Linked DNA regions of Gossypium hirsutum: region 1 is linked to region 2. A link is a contact called in public Hi-C data. All regions are on one chromosome and are shown on one strand. Each heading gives the region's core, a stretch centred on a gene start, on an enhancer-like site or on the middle of the called end of the contact. The rest is flanking DNA. Distances are from core to core; before and after follow the strand shown.

Region 1 (2,700 bases), core at 2-2,501, 73 kb before region 2:
AAATTTACACATTTCATTCCTAATATTTAAAAACGAACAGCATATCACCCTCAAATAGCCCTTAAAAAATTTAAAATTTAATATGCCAAATTTTGCAAAATTTCATATTAGTCCTTAAATTCAGAACTATCAAAATTTCCTTTACAAAATAGTCCTAAACAACAACCAAGATTATAAATCTTTCATCTAACATCAAAACCAACTAAAAATCATCAATGGTAGCTTCCAAAATTTTTAGCAGTTTTACAAAATAATCCATGAGTTAGCTAGATTAAGTTACGACGATCTCAAAAACATAAATTCACTAAAAATAGGCTAAGAATTCATACCATGCAAGGGTGGAAGAGGTGACCGAAGCTTTTAGTTAAACAACCATGGTGTTTTGGGTTTCCAAATGTTGAAAAAGAAAGATGATAATGCTTAATTCCTTTTCTTTTTATTTTCTTATTCTTATGATTTAACTTAAGTTTTAACATATAAAATTATAATTTTATGCTTTAACCGTCCACCAAAACTACTATTTTCCATAAAAACCCTTCCACTTAAATTGATTAAGCCATTTAATCATTAAAATCCAATAGCGATTAAGTTTTATGTCTTTTACAAATTAGTCATTTTTCTTTAATTAACTAATTAAACAATAAAATTTCCGAACCGAACCTTCACATACCTAAATAGTAGTTTTGTAAATATTTAATAAAAATATTTATGAGCTCGTTTTATAGAAACGAGATCCTGTTACCTCATTTTTCGAAATCATTTGATTTTGGGGACAAACTACTTAAACTAAATTATTTATTCTTTTGGCTAAAATTCATCAAGTCAAAATTCAATATAAAATTATAGTGAACTCATATGAATTAGATAATTATTATTATAAACTTACTCATCGGATTTGTGGTCTCAAAATCACTGTTTTCAGACACCACTAAAAACAGGCTGTTTTTCGACACTTATCCCATGCATTAAAAGATTGCCCGAATGCCAGTACCATTCTTACAATTGGAGGGTTGGATAACAGGCTTCTCACGAAGAATTATGCTTGCTGCATCGATTGGCTCGAGGATATGTTGCGCGTGCTAGATAAAAAAGTTGTTGCTGACTTTTTCACTATTCTTTGGAACAACTGGAACAACCACAATAACTACATTTTTCGGGGCAAAGAGGATGAAGCTAGGGTGGTTTGGGAGAGAGCTAAAACTCTCAGCAACGAGTTCTGTATCCATAATCTGGTAAACAACCCTTTGATCCCAATTGCCCCTGCTTGTCATAAATGGAAAAAGCCTCCTTGCGGGTTCATAAAAGTTAAACTTCGATGCTGTTGTTGCTCCAAATAGAACTAGTTATGCGATGATTGCTAGGGACAAAGATGGCTTTGTCATTGGAGGAGGAGGGGGCTTTAAAGAAGAAGTGTTGACCGTTGAATGGGCAGAAATCTATGCTCCCGAGGAAAGCTTGAAGCTGGCAAAGACTGAATATTTCAAAAGCTTTAATTGAAATTGACTGTGCAGTATAACAAACAGGGTAAAAAAACATGATTTGGAGATCACCATTATGGGCACGCGCATCAAGGAGATTCTTAAAACTATGAAAATATTTGAGTCTGTTTCTATTTGTTGGACCAGTTGTATTTGTAATAAAATGGCCAATTTTATTTGTAAAGATACCATTAAAAAATCTTGTAATTGGACCTTTGCGACGGATTATCCCGAAAATATTCATGCATTCGTGATCAAAGATTCTATTAATTGAGTAGACCTTTTTTCAGTCTTTTTTTCAAAAAATAAAAACCAAACCAAATTTATTTAAATGCTAAAATTTAAACTAAAATGCATATATAACCTATCATGGTTAACCTAAGTAAACAACACACTAAAATGAGACTAAATTTAGGCAACTTTACTTTAAAACAAGCCAAAACACAAAAATACAAATGACTCGAAAACATATCATAAATATGCACTTATCATGGAGGTACAATTATATCTTGACGTTTGACAAAACAAATATCAATTGATGTCTCTTCAAATCATGTAAAAATAATTTCAAAGCATAGCAAGATAAAAATGTGTTTCCGAAGTAATAATTTGACCAAGGCATTACCAACAGTAATATTTGGAGAGTTAGTAAACAAAATTGAAATACATTGATTCAAAGATGTTAAATGATATTGTCATCTTTTCCTTTACCATGGTTTTGTTGAATTAAATTACAAGAAAACTTGCGACTTTCTTCATAATTTTTTATCTCACAAGATTTGTTTACCTAATAAAACTTTCAAGGAGCATTATAAATCCTAAATGAAAGTGGATGTACGTAATAAATTCTATAACACCAAAACGAGATTTAATTATCATATTCGTATTATGACATGATAGTTGAGGATCTATATACAAACTTATGTAGTCCAATAACAGAGTATTATCTTCCCATTGTCTTATATTTTCTTTTTCCTTTTTCTTCTTACTATAATTTTCATAGGTTTTTTATAGCTCAGTTTTGAATTATACAATTATTCTCATCCAAAATATATATTATTTATTTCAAGAAGAAGAAGATATACAATTCTACCGTCAAGTAAGACACCATCACCCAATCATAATTTTTTTTTTAAAAAGTATGATAAATGAAAAAATTAGTTCTTTCCCCTCTTTATCCTTGAACCTCTAGAATGAATAAAGAAAACAAAGATTTTTTATA
Region 2 (2,700 bases), core at 49-2,548:
ACTTGATTGAGTTAAATTGTATTCATGTTGTTTTGGATTCAGGTAATTATCGAAAGTATTTGATATAAATCTCAAAATATGTATGAATTTTAGTTTAATTTACAATTTTATATATGAAATTTTTATTTGCTCCAATTCTCATGAACTATTAACACAATTATCAATGTAGCGTCATATTATTTTTATATCTTGTATACACAAATAAATTGATGTATTTATTCCTTTAAACGTGTAATTGAATCAAAATTAAAATTTCATTTACATATTTGAACCACAATCAAAGTTTCATTTGTAAAAGTACCATAGGGGCTCTTATAGTAGCAATCAAATTGTATTTTATTGCCCCTTTGCTCAACAAATAGGCAAATTGGTCTCTATACATTAGATCAAATAGTAAATTGATCCTTCTGTTAAAAATTCAATCCATTTTTACTGTTAAAAACTGGTCCTTATACATCAGCACAAGGTACACGTGGTATACCAGGTGTAACTGTCTAGTTATTTCATCAGTCACACCGATTTTTAATAGTAAAAATGAATGATACTTTTAATAGAAATAACCAATTTTGATATTTGATCTAAGGTATAATAATTAATTTACCCATCTTTCAAGTAAAAGGGACAAAACACAACCAAACTCCGAATATAAAATTTTTTATGGTACTTTTTATCAAATTTGATGTACATAATTACATGTATAATTTTAAATTTTATTTCAATTTTTACTCTCTCTCTTTTTTTTTTAATCAAAATCAGGTTAAATCAATTTGTATTTTAATGGATTGGATGTAGTTTTGAGATTCCAATTAAATTCAGCCAGCCATCGCCTAGCTTTTCGTCTGCCACTGCTCTCAAAACATGGAAAATAATTGTCAAAGGGTGGCACCTGGACTCTTTTTGATTGATTCATCGTATTTGGTTTTGGATTTGTCTTTTCAGTACTTGAATTTAAATTTACAGAAAAAGGTTAGAAAAGTCTCTTCAAAGTTGTACCACATCCATTTACATCCACGAGAGATGGAGCAAAACAATGGAAACGACACCATATTTGCAGAAACGTGGAGTTAAAGCGCAAGTGAACAAGAAGGGCCTTACCCACTGAAAATGATGGACGAAGAAACGAGCTCCGTCTAGCTCCCTGTGAACTTGGAATTGGACCGTACAAATTTTTATAGTCTTCTTCAGTTTCCAAGCTGCCTGGACCACTATTATTAGTAACATGTGTCCCATTAAATTCATGGTCCTCATTGCAAGCTGAGATGATATTTTCTTTCCTTATATATATTTTCTTAAATTCTTCATGTGTGAAAGCAGACCTTTGAACTCTCAAAGTATGGTGGCCACTCTTACTTCCACACCACCATCATTTCTCCCACTTTGGCGAAGAAAACTACCCACTTATAATCCTACACAATGCCTTGGAACTGGAAAAGAAGCCCTTGAAATCTCTAGTAATGGATACATAAAGACCAACACTATTGATTTCCCTGAAAAGGGTATTTCAACACATCCCGGAACATCATCAACTCCTCGTCCGCCTAGGCCTCGCCGGATAATACTTGTACGGCACGGAGAGAGTGAAGGGAACGTCGATGAGACGGTCTACACACGAGTTCCTGATCCCAAGATTGATTTAACCGAGAAAGGCAAGGCTGAGGCCGAGGAATGTGGATGGAGGATAAGGGAAATGATCGAGAAAGATGGAGCCAATGATTGGAAGGTCTATTTCTACGTGTCACCTTATAAAAGGACACTCGAAACACTTCGGCACTTGGGTCTTGCGTTCGAGCGGTCTAGAATTTCAGGCATGAGGGAAGAGCCTCGTATACGGGAGCAGGATTTTGGTAGGTCACTCTATCTCATGCATGCATCGATTGCTGTCATTTAGATAACGCCTTAAATATTTAATTTGCTTGCCATTTTTCGCCATGATTGTGTTTGGCGAAAGGGAATTTTCAGGACAGGGAGAAAATGAGACTTGACAAAGCTCTTCGGCTGCGCTATGGTCGTTTCTTTTACCGTTTTCCTAACGGAGAATCAGCAGCAGATGTCTATGACAGGATCACAGGTAATACTAGTAAAATATAAGGCATTTTTTAGTAGATTAGCCAATGATCAGAGTAGCCAGGGGGCTGGTAGGCCCGGACCCTTGAATGAAAATTTTTTCATTTAGGTGTTTTAATTTTTAAAAAATTTTAAATTAGTAATGGTAAAATTATACTTTAGTCTCTCTATAAATGATAAAAATTTAATTTGATACTTTAAAAATTATAAAAATATAGGAATAGTAAAATTATATTTTTACTATACTAAAAATTAAAATTTAATTTTGGTACCTAAATTTTTTATATAATGAAATGAAACAGGATTCAGAGAAACACTTAAGGCAGATATTGATATTGGACGGTTTCAGCCACCAGGCGAACAAAGCCCAAACGTGAACTTAATTATTGTCTCACATGGCCTAGCCTTGCGTGTGTTTCTAATGAGATGGTATAAATGGACTGTGCAACAATTTGAAGGACTCAATAACATGGGCAATGGTAACTTGATTGTCATGCAAAAAGGTTATGGCGGAAGGTACTTTTTCAGCCCAAAATGGACACACACACACACACACACACGCATAAGTGCAAGCAATGGTGATCTTCTGTTTAAAAATCCGCAGATACAGCTTATCTATGCATCACAATGAAGAAG

The links. Hi-C and Micro-C count contacts between places; a contact is called where the count stands out from the background.
Region 1: a Hi-C map of hypocotyl shows a contact between it and region 2, with 2.9 times the contacts expected there. The contact joins the enhancer-like site here to the promoter of LOC107947046 in region 2. A contact is called at or near these places in 6 of 34 Hi-C or Micro-C datasets (hypocotyl, leaf, petal and 1 more).

Annotation. Positions count from the first base shown.
Region 1 is chrD12:58,925,607-58,928,306 of Gossypium_hirsutum_v2.1, reverse strand. It overlaps the pseudogene LOC107947050. Among protein-coding and RNA genes, the nearest start is that of LOC107947049, 18 kb to the right of the region's middle. Within about 2 kb of position 1,251, at least 3 of the 9 cell types and tissues checked have an H3K27ac peak or open chromatin away from gene starts, as enhancers often do.
Region 2 is chrD12:58,852,298-58,854,997 of Gossypium_hirsutum_v2.1, reverse strand. It overlaps LOC107947046 (phosphoglycerate mutase-like protein AT74H), which reads left to right and starts at 1,298. Exons shown (of 5, transcript XM_016881594.2): 1 at 1,298-1,844; 2 at 1,949-2,068; 3 at 2,367-2,580; 4 at 2,669-2,700. The coding sequence starts at 1,301.